Linked DNA regions of Mus musculus: regions 1 and 2 are each linked to region 3. Evidence: chromatin contacts called from public Hi-C and HiChIP or PLAC-seq data. All regions are on one chromosome and are shown on one strand. The core of a region is the stretch at or near the end of the contact, and the rest is flanking DNA. Distances in the headings are between cores, read along the strand shown.

Region 1 (3,284 bases), core at 373-2,872, 380 kb after region 3:
TCTGTGGCTGCCTGCTCTTGCCACTGTGCAGTGATCTGTATGCAGGCTTGCTCCACAGTTCACAACATGGACAGACCACATCATGCTTATGCTAGAGCCCACTGGCCTTGTCGGTTTGGGCCTGTTCTGACCAGTGTGTTACGAGCTCCATTCTGACTTCCGTGTGCTACGTGCATGGACCCACAATGGAACGGCTGCTCACACGGCCACTCGGTTAGCCCCTGGGGAGCTGCCAGGCATTTCCACAATGGTCCCCATGGAGAGTCAGATGTCTTCACATCCCTACGAACACTTGCTGGCATCTATCATCTTGCCGTGGCTACCCTGGAGGTGAGGACGGCCACCGTCCTTGCTGGAGACACGGGCAGCTGAGGGACTGGGCAGCCGCTGCGCCGGGTGGGATGGGCAGAGTGTCCATGGGCCTTACCAGATGGGCTGCTGCCTCAGGTGCGTGTACAGGTAAACCTTCTCCCCCTTCTGCTCATCCTCAGGGCTGATCATGGTCACTGCAGGAATAAGGAGATCTGAGGGCGGCCTGGGCTGGGCTCCCCACGGGCAGATCCTACAGACCCTCAGCTCGCTCTGCTTCTCCACAAAGTCATCACGTTACACTGTCCAAACTCCACGAAGCTTTCTGCAGCCTTAGATTAGGGCTTTTTCCCTATGTGAACCCTGAAGTGGCACCCTCCCTCTGGTTGAACTCCCCTGCGGTTAGGGATTTCGTATTTCCTTAGTCTGCTTAGAAAGGCAGCAAAGCCCTTTCTTTTGCTACTTGCTTGCTCTTGTTGCTGGCTAATGGTGAGCCAGTTTGAGGCCTGGATGGTGCGTCTTGGTTAAGAGGCCCGAGAGGTAGACTCTGCCTTCCTTTGGGCACTCCTTAATCCCAGGCATCAGCCCCAGGTTCCCCCTTGCTACAGGCCCCACCCCCTAGGCAGCCCAGAGAGCTGTGTTCTTACCAGTCTTCGTCTGTCTGTCCTTAGGTTTGTTCTCATCTTCCCTGGAGGGAGAGACCACAGCAGTAAGAAGGAGCCCAGGCCCTCACATGCAGATGCTGCCCCATTCTCTGTGCAACTCCTCTGAGGAGAAGCTGGGGGTCAGTGACACAGTGGCAATTGGCAGGCTGGGGACTGAGGCCTGTGGTGCTGAGATTGCCTGGTACCATTTTCTGTGGGCCTACTGTGTGGACATGGAGGGACAGGTGGCATACCCTGGCTATAGCCAAGCCTTAAGCGGTGCAGGTCCCTGGATGGTTGTCCTTGTACTGTTGTGCCCTCTCCTTAAGATGTCTCAGCTTCAGCCCCCCTGTGACCAATGCACCCATCTTAAGAGCTCTCTGGGGCCCGGTCTAGTGGCTCATGACTTTAATCCCAGCACTCGGAGGCTCAAGGCCAGGCTGGTCTACAGAGAAAACTCTAGGACAGCCCGAGCCACATAGAGACCTTGTCTCACACAAAACAACAACCATCATCTGTTGCAAGAGCAGCCTCTCCCGGAGACATTGCGCCCAGGGCTTTCCTGGCTTTGCTCACATTAACTCTCCCGGCAGTGGCAGGAGGAAGGAGGGACAGAGTGTTCAACTTCCTGTTGCCAAACAACAAAGCCACAGGCTCCTGGCAGCCCAGGAAACATGGTTCCTGGACCCCGCCTGTCAATGAGTGGACAGCATGTGGAAGCTCTGGGGTGCAGAGTCGTGCTGGGCTGGCAGCTGTGTGACTCAAGAACAGCTGCAGGGCCAGGACTAGGTAAGCCACACGCTCCTCCCATATAGTAAGCTCAGGCTGGGGCACACTCACTCATTTTTCCTGACCAGCGGTCCTTTCAGCTTGGTCTCCAGCCCCCCGAAAAAGCCTTTCATGTTCTCTGTGTTCTTCAGCAGCCGCTCGGCAATGTCCTTCTTCTCTGCCAGCCAGCTGTTGGCTGACTTCAGGTAGGAGTCAATACTGCCTGCTGGCTTCTCCCTGGGCTCTGTCGGGGGCAGCTGGGGCTTGCCTTGAAAGTGGGGAGAAATGGAGTAAGAAGCAGTCTGCAGCTCAGATGAGAGAGAGAGAGAGAGAGAGAGAGAGAGAGAGAGAGAGAGCGCCTGAAGGTGCTTCCCAGGGACTGCAGGACAGGAGGTGCTGCCCTCAGTCTCCTCAACAGGGTAGGTGGTCAGAAGCAGCTGGCTTAGCAAGCTCCCCCAGAAGGGAAGGCCGGGCCTCTCCGGAGTGTTCAGTAAGCACAGACTACACAGAGAAGTGGGCAAGAGCCAGGTGGGAGGGCAGAGGTAGCCAGAAGGAGCTGGCATCTGGGAAGAAGAGAAATCTACACTGAGAGCCACACAGCAGGTCTGAGAGACCAGAATTCCTTCCTTAGGGCAGTGAGTGGAAGTAACACCACAAAGGAAACGCCGATGGACTCCGACTGGGCGAATAGGATAAAGCTTTCTATTTGATTTGATGGTAGCCAGTCAAGCAAACAGCCTGCCATGATCTATAGCAATTGGGCCATTTGGGGATGCTGGGAGCAGGAGACCTGGAGCACGTGCAGAAGCGGGCTGTTAGGGACTACTCGATTACCCATGCCCAGGCCTCCATAGGGAGGGTCCAGCACCCTCCCTGAAGAGTTGAACTGGTCTCTTTTGGCTGGCTGCAGGGCTCAGCACAAGACACCCTATAACTCCTGCACACTGGTCCTTTCAACACCATGAGCCAAAAGAGACCCCTAGGCTCTGTACCTTTGCTCAGTTATCCCCAGCTACCCCGGACTCTTCCCAGGATAGCCTGCTCTGAATTGTGCTTTGCTGGAGCAGAAAGCTGAGTCCCCACATGTAGCATTCCTGCCTCCTGTCATTTCCTTTGCAGTGTGGACAGCCATGCCCTGACCCCAAGTGCATCCCACATTTCCTCCCACACCGGGAGTCTCATGCCTGCTGTCCTCCTCCCAATATCAGCTCCTTCTCTCTGGAAGCCACACAGCACCTGCTGTTAATAAAGGAAGCTTCCCTCCTGCTGTGTTCCCGGCTCCCAGCTCCTTTCCCAGGGTGGCTGCTCTGGTCAGTCGTACTCACCCAGATGGTAGTAAGTGAAGCACATGGTCATGAGGTTCTTGGCAGGCCCGAAGTCGTCCATCTGGTGGCATCTGGGATGTGAACAAGATTGGCTGGCTAGAGCCCCACTGCCCAACTCCCAGAGATTCACTGCCCCTGCTTCCCATGTGCTGGGATTAAAGGCATGTGGTGCTGATGTGCTGCCACGGGCCCGGCACCCCTGCAGGTTACCGAAGCAGGACCAAACGCTTGGGAAGCC
Region 2 (3,297 bases), core at 761-3,260, 270 kb after region 3:
CCTGGAGGGGCTCTCGTGAAAATCTTCAGAGGCTGTGAAACCATCGGGATTGCTTGGGGGGCCTGGGTGTGTGTGTGGGGGTATGCTTCCTCCTGGCCACACTCAGCCCAGGGTCCCCAAATACCCTCCAGGGCACCAAGCTTCTTTCACAGATGTAACCCTGAGGCCCCGGAGCAGGGCAGGGTCCGTGTAGTAAGCGGCAGGGTACAGTCCCAAGAGCATGAGAATGCTGTCACTTGGATGCCAGAGAACAAAGAGGCCATGGCACCAGAGGATCTTCCCTGTCACCATGATGTGACCTAAGAGCAGGAACAAGAAATGCGGATACAGCCCAGACCTCTGTAGACTGTGAGCAGCCATGAACCAGGGTGGTCTATGCGTCCCTCTCCTACCCTCCCCAGGCTGGCCCGGCTCGTCCACGGTGAAGCTGTGGGAAGGTGGCTGAGTTGGAAACTCTGTTTCCAGCCTCTCCACCCAGAGGCAGAAAGATACCCAGCTCCAAGAGGACCTGATGAGGCTCTGGCCTCCTGCCCAAGTCGAGACTGTGCTGGGGGAATTCCATGTAGTATCCCACCTTGCCTGGGGAGCTGGGGTAAAGAGACAGCTGCTATTGATAACCTCATCGTATTTAGGAACTGTGGCAAAAGAGACAGTAAGGCAAACCAAGGCTGGCCTCCCTGGACTGTAAGCGAGTGCTGCTTGGGCTTGAGAGCCGAGCTGGGCAGACAGAGGCACTGGGCTTGAGAGCCATTGCCTGGCTCATCCTGGGAAAGAGGAAAGGGGGTGCCATGGCTTACCATGTTCACGATGTATGTGTACGAGACACATGTCTCTTTGTGAGCTGGAAATCCCTGGCTTTACATGTGAGAGGTGTATGTGCATGCATGTTGGTGTGTGCAAGTGGAGAATGGAGGTGTGCGTGAGAAGCAGGTCTGGTGTGTGTGGAGGTGAGTAGTGCAGGCATATGAAGGGTGTATGTGTATGTATGTGAGTATGTGTGTGTATATGTGTGTGTATGTGAGTATGTATGTGTATGTGGGTATGTATGAATGTGTATATGTATGTGAGTGTATATGTATATGTGAGTATATATGTATGTGAGTGTATATGTGTGTGTATGTGAGTATATATGTGTGTATGTGTATATGTGTATGTGAGTGTATATGTGTGTTTGTGAGTGTGTGTATGTGAGTGTATGTGTGTGTGTGTATGAAAGAGTGTGTGTGTGTGTGAAAGAGTGAGTGTGTATGTGAGTATGTGTGTATGTGAGTGTATATGTGTTTGTGAGTATGTATATGTGAGTGTATGTGTGTGAGTATGAAAGACTGTGTGTGTGCATGAAAGAGTGAGTGTGTGTGTGTCTTTCTGGAGCAGCTGACCTCCCCAGTGAGCCAGCTGCACAGTGGGTTCCTCCCATAACACAGGCCACCCCGCCCCCAGCCAAGGAGGACAGCTGCAGAGGGTGACCTGTGACCAGAAGGCCACTTCCCTGGCCTCCCTGCCTTTGGGCGGGCCAGGCCACTTGACCCAGAGGCTGGCTCCAGGATTTTATAGCTGGGGGCCTGGTTTTCCCAGCCACAGGCGTCTCAGAGAGGGGACGGGCCCAAATGCCACAAAGGCTTGGCTGTTCTCCCATGAGCCTTGCTGGGTGGGGGGAGGGGCCTCTGGGGGAGCAGGAGGGTGGGGGCAGGGTGTGAGGAAGCTGGAGAAAGTGGGGAACAGGAGGATGATTCTGGAAAGTTCCTGAGACAGGGAGGGGTGGGGGGGAGCAGTAGGGGGATATGGAGACAGACACCCAGACTCACACCAGGAGGGGCAGAGAGTGGAGGTTAGTGAGCAGGGGAGTGGTGGGGAATGGGGGGGAATGAGGGAGGGGGGAGACAGACCCAGCAAGACAGAGACAAAGGGGCCAACCCTGGAGAAGGCCCTCGAAGGCCTCCCTGTGTGTGGCAGGGCTGAAGTTCATACAGGGAGGGAAGAGGTGGGTTGCCGACCAAAGTCATTGAAAAATTTTTGGCTCAGCTGCCTGAGGCTCCTGGCCGAGGGCCCGGTTCTGAGCTGAACTTAAACAAACCCCACCACTGCCATCTGCTTGATTTTAAAATAAATCAAACAGTCTGTGCGCCGCGCTGATCGGGTTTCCATCTGCGCGGCCGCCCGCTCGCCGGCCTGGAGCTGCGCTTGCCTCTCCCAGCCAAAGCTCCTGGCAACATGTGGCGGGTGATTCCTCCAGGAGGGGACACCGACCCCCCGCCAGCCCCGTGGCTCCAACTGAAACCCAGCACTATTTTTACAACCACCCACGGCTGAGGGGACCAGAGCGGCTCCGCCACTGCGGTTTCTGGTTGGTGGCGGTGGCAGGGGATTCCCCTCCCTTGTTTGGTGGACAGAGGGTACTTGGAGGGTTCAGGGCAGGAGCATTCCACACCAGCTGTGATGACACGGGACACCAGGTGGGACAGCTGCAGCCTGCTGGGGTGGGGACAAAACAGTGGAGGGTACACCTGAAATATCTTAATGTAGTTCCTCCCCCAGGCTGGGCCATCCTGGAAAATATTGATACCTGCCCCTCCCTTAAAGTTCACGTTACCCATGGGGTCAAGAAACCAGAACAGAAACTAAGAAATGCAACTCTGAGCCTTAGGCAAGTCATCTGTAAAGTGGGTACAAGCACGGACACTGCCCATGTCCTGCAAAGGCAGGAACCTAGGGATAAAATGCCCGAGGGAAAGACAGAGCCACAGGAGCGGGGTCTGGTGAGCTAACATGGGAAGTGTAAGGACTATTCACAGACCATAAACCGTTAGGAGACATAGAGTCATTAGAGATGGGAGCAGGGGCCATGAGTTCGTGCATGCCAGCTCCAGAGGGGTTCAGAATAAGAAAGAGTAAGGTGCTCACAGGTGGCTGGACAGTGGGGTCAAGGACAGCAATCTGATGCTGTGAGCCCATCTGAGCCCAAATCTACCCAAATTATTTTCAACTTAGCCAAAGCTTCAAAAAAAAAAATTTTTTTTCTTTTAAAGATAATGGTCTCACGTAGCCCAGGCTGGATTTGAACTTGTTATGCACCCACGGCTGACCTTGAACTATTGCTCCTCCGGTTTCTGGGGTGCTGAGGGTGGAACCAGGGCTTCGTGCATTCCAGCCTGAGCTGCTTGCATTGATTTTTTTTTTTAAGTCCTCAAAGGACTTGAGAATACATAGAATACAGAGTTTCACAGGTTGTTTGGTTGTTATAAAAACACGCAGAGGGTGTCTACCAGGAGCTGGAAGTTGTGACATGTACAAAAGGCA
Region 3 (3,787 bases), core at 250-2,749:
GTGAGAAGTGTTGAGCAAGCGGCTTCGGCACAGCGAGCCCCATCGAGGGAGGCTGCCAGCAACCCTGTTCCGGTCCACCCGGTGGGGCGTGACACCCAGCATAGCAGATGACACACGCTGCCAGTCGGAGCCTGTGCCCCGGCCCCCCTCACCTGTGGCGGGGCGACTGAGTGGCTGAGTCAGACACAGCCTGCGCCTCAGGTTCCCCGCCTGCGGGTGGGGGCGGCTGTAAACACAGGCTAAGCAACACTTAAGTAGCCAAGCTTAAGTAACACGGACGCCCAGGGAAGGCTGCTCGCCAGGGGGGCCTTGTCTTCCTCGGGAAGAGGGGGTAAACCAGTCTCAGACTGAGACACTGCCAAGCGGCCAGCCAAGACCTCCTGCCTCTTTGTCCCCCAGTGCTGGGAATCGGCTTAGGCCCGATGCTCCCTCCTAGAGCGAGGCTGCGCCTTTTGTTCCGGTCCTCTTTACAAAAGGATCTTGTATTTTGGTTTGTTTTTTTCCCCCCTTCCATTTGGTGGTCTCGCTTGTTTTCAAACCCCAACCTGTGTGGGCCCCAACCGCGACAGATAAGGCACCGCAGGGGTCTAGTAAGGGTTTAGAGTGCTTTAAATGCATGGAAGACAAAGGCTGGTTTGCACCAAACCGACCCAACTCGAGCTGGCACCCCCACCACGGGTGGCAGGTGCGCGGGGGCGCCCCTTGCTCGCTCCCGGCTCCGATGCCCAGACCTGCGGCCCCAAGCCTGCTCCTCGCAGTCCTATTCGGCCCCCGCCACCTCCCGGCGCTCGGAGAGGCGGGCAGCGGGGAGGGCAGCCCAGCTCCCGCTCCGCCTCCAAGAAGGGAATTTAATTAGCCTGCCGGAGAGGCGGCGGGCGACGAGGTGTCTCTGGTGCTGCAATATAATTGAATCGGCTCCACTCGGGCGGGCCACTCGCCGTCAGCGCGGCCGCGGGGGGCGGGGAGGCGCATCCAGGCGGAGCGGGAAGGGCTGGGCGGGGGGTTCGGAGGCCCCTTGGACTGCCACCCCAGGTAAAGCACCCCCCCCCCCATCCAACCACCTGCCTGGGCGCCCCCGCCCCATCCAAAGTTTTGCTACAACCCCGAGCCCCGGAGCCGCCCCCGCGCACTTCCCCGCGCACTTCCGCGGCAGCAGAGCCGGCTGAGCCCAGCGCGCGCGCGCGCAGCCGCGAGTGTGGCTTCAGGTCGGCCGCGCGCCCCGCGCTTCTCGTCCCTCACACCCGCGGGACCTGGCACCGGCCGTTGGCGCCCCTCCCGAGCCCACAAACTTGGGGAGAGGAAGAACGAGGGAACCCCCGCCACCATCCCCCACCCGCGCGCTCACCTTTCATGCCAGGGCCCCGCTGCTCCACCGCTCCTGACACATGCCGGAGCCACCGTCGCCCGGGTTTGTCTGAACTGCTTATCTCACCCGGGGCTGTGCGGCGGCGGCTCCGCCGCTCGGGGAGGTGGAGCTTCCGGGGCCTGGGCCAAGAAACACCTGCTGCTGTCGCCGCTGAGGACACACCCAAGCGCAACGCCGCCCACTCCCCGGCCCCGGCTCGCTCCCGGCGCCCTGACCTCAGCCGGCGGGAGGTGTCGGGTTTCAGCCGCAAGCGCACGCGCGCGCACCGACAGACCGCCCGGAGCACCCAGCGCGGTCACAACCCGCCGGGTAGGTGCCGCCCCCCGCGCTCCTGGCGACCCTGGCTGTCCGGACAGTCCAGGGGGATCTCTCAGAGGCCTCGCGGGCCACTCATCTCCAAGAGTAGGGAGGAGTGGCTTACAACACGCCTGCCATATCCGAGCCTCATAGCCGCCTCCCCAAGCGCCTGGAACAGTGCCTGGCACCTGGCCACCCACTAAGAGAGGGGAGGGATAGGCCTTTCCTTGTGCTGAGTGGAGGGGACCACACAATATAGGCCGTTGGCCTCTCTCGATCTCCAAGATGCCTGATCTATTACCACAACTTTAAAGGACTTAATGTTAAGAGCTCGGGCCACGAGCCTCTGTCCCAAAGTTTTGCAAAGTCTCCATCTCGCTTTAAGGAATTTTTGAGAAGGCCAAACGGCGGGGGCTCTAGTTCTTTAAAGAGCCCATGTTCGAGAAGTCCACGGAGGCGCCGCTGCGCCAGGGGCATCATTAAGTAGCTGGGGTTGCGGTCAGAGGCGAGGCCGCCGCCTCCAGAAACTGGCACAACCCACCGCGCCACCGGCCCCAGCGCACCGCCTTCCCACTCTTGGCACCCCCACCCACCCTACCTCACCCAGGCACTTCACGGGGATGACTCAGGGAGCGTCCTGAAATTCCTCGGCACCCACAGGCGGCGCGGAGAGGGACTGTGGGCCCCAGCGTCCCCGCCCACAACGCGACCGATCCCTAGAAACACCCCCTTCCCGCCACCCGGGAAGCGCGAGGTTACAGCGCGAGCCAGGCAGCCGGGGACCCTCGGCCGGACCCAGCGCGCAGAGAGCAGCCATCGAGGTGGCAAGGTCGTCGCGAGGTCCCGGGGTCTCCCCCGCCCGGCCTTTCTACACAGCTCTCTTAATGATCCTCCACTTTCAGACTTTCAAGCCCGGAGGCCACCGCACCGGGGGGGTTGGGGGGGGAACCTCAGCGCCGCTGCGGGTCTCAACTTTCCACCGCGGTGCCAGCCCCAAACCTGCCCCGGGACATGCCCGCGCAGTGCTCCGCAGGCGCGCGCTGCCTCCCCCGCCTTCCTCCCTCCCGCGCCAGCCGGGACAGCGCCGGGAGCGAGCGCGGGCGCCAGCACCCCCCGTCCATCTGTTCCCGATGACGCCGGCGGCGGGCAGCGCTCGGGGCCCGCGCCAGCAGAAGCCGCCGATGCCGCGGGGCGGGGGCGCACGCCGGGCCAGTCTTGCACAAGCCCCTGGCCGACCACAAACGACAAGGGAAACGGGCGGGCGAGGGAGGGCGGAGTTGCTGCTCCTACCTGCGGCCACCGGGTCCCTGGCCCCACACACGCGCTGCGCGGCCTTTGGTCCACGCGTTAGTTCGCGTCGCCCGGGGCAGCGTGGCCTCCGCAAGTTTACGACGCTGGAGACCAGGAGGATGCGCCGGGCTCCCCAGGAGTGGGGGCGGGGAGAGGCGCCTTTACCCGTCGGGAATCGCACGCGGGAGGGGGGAGGGGGGACAGGGAGGTGTCAGGAGAAACAACTGGCCTCGAGCCGTAAAAACAAAATGAAAAACCTCCCGGGCTGGTCCAACCCCTTTCCCACCTGGATTACTGGCTTGGGGGGGTGGGGAGGGGACAACATGTAAATGAGCAGCTCGCACCTGGCCGCGCTGCCTGCGGGCCAGGTTCCCCAGGTAACAACACCAGGCTCTTCCTCCAAATCTTGTCGCACCTTTCTCCCTAGGGTATCTAGAAGGCCAAGTTCAGTCACCTGTTTGGTGAGAACTAGGCAGGCCATCCTATAAATTTGTGGGTGACCACTATGAGCTACCACCTGTTTTGCTTTTTTTTTTTTTTTTAAGAAGCTGGCTGCTCTCCCCCACCCCACCCCAATACAAGGCAGCTCCGCTGAAACCGTACCCCCAACCGGGGTTTCAAATGAGGTACCTGCCCAGAAAGTAGTCAAGGTTGCAAGCCTGCAGGTGAGCCAGGCATCCTCCCCCAGCTTCTCAAACCAGGAGTCTGGTCTCCATCCAGCCCCAGACTGTCCAAGGTAGCAAGAGGGTGACAGACACCCACGATGGCCACAGGGGGACAGCAGTGAGCCAGCTATGTGCACTCAGGCCAGAAAAGGCTGGCAGTCACCAGGAG

Evidence for each region. A called contact is a pair of places that touch in the nucleus more often than the background predicts. HiChIP or PLAC-seq counts read pairs in DNA pulled down with a chosen protein or histone mark.
Region 1: a Hi-C map of muscle stem cells shows a contact between it and region 3, with 2.5 times the contacts expected there. The contact joins the enhancer-like site here to the promoter of Gse1 in region 3. A contact is called at or near these places in 3 of 484 Hi-C or Micro-C datasets (brown adipocytes, muscle stem cells and nephron progenitors), 8 of 115 datasets of contacts at active chromatin or transcription factors (craniofacial prominence, embryonic basal ganglia, embryonic forebrain and 5 more) and 1 of 9 other capture datasets (adipose tissue).
Region 2: a contact with region 3 is called in an H3K4me3 HiChIP or PLAC-seq map of embryonic forebrain, with 4 times the contacts expected there. The contact joins the enhancer-like site here to the promoter of Gse1 in region 3. A contact is called at or near these places in 6 of 484 Hi-C or Micro-C datasets (the C2C12 cell line, cerebral cortex, embryonic stem cells and 2 more), 16 of 115 datasets of contacts at active chromatin or transcription factors (bone marrow-derived macrophages, craniofacial prominence, embryonic basal ganglia and 11 more) and 2 of 9 other capture datasets (embryonic stem cells and liver).

What each region holds. Positions count from the first base shown.
Region 1 is chr8:120,151,144-120,154,427 of GRCm38.p6, reverse strand. It overlaps 6430548M08Rik (RIKEN cDNA 6430548M08 gene), which reads right to left. Exons shown (of 13, transcript NM_172286.4): 5 at 3,047-3,117; 6 at 1,794-1,989; 7 at 957-997; 8 at 428-506. Among named protein-coding and RNA genes, the nearest start is that of Cibar2, 25 kb to the left of the region's middle. Within about 2 kb of position 1,622, at least 54 of the 459 cell types and tissues checked have an H3K27ac peak or open chromatin away from gene starts, as enhancers often do. A contact at or near this core is called in muscle stem cells, where this site is marked.
Region 2 is chr8:120,263,889-120,267,185 of GRCm38.p6, reverse strand. It overlaps a transcript of Gse1 not described here. Among named protein-coding and RNA genes, the nearest start is that of A330074K22Rik, 37 kb to the right of the region's middle. Within about 2 kb of position 2,010, at least 133 of the 459 cell types and tissues checked have an H3K27ac peak or open chromatin away from gene starts, as enhancers often do. A contact at or near this core is called in the C2C12 cell line, cerebral cortex, embryonic basal ganglia and 6 more, where this site is marked.
Region 3 is chr8:120,535,121-120,538,907 of GRCm38.p6, reverse strand. Gse1 (genetic suppressor element 1, coiled-coil protein) reads right to left here and starts at 1,499. Exons shown (of 16, transcript NM_001145896.1): 1 at 1,346-1,499. The coding sequence starts at 1,352. It overlaps 1700016A09Rik (RIKEN cDNA 1700016A09 gene), which reads left to right and starts at 1,182. Exons shown (of 1, transcript NR_151732.1): 1 at 1,182-2,016. It overlaps Mir7687 (microRNA 7687), which reads right to left and starts at 212; the gene lies at 154-212.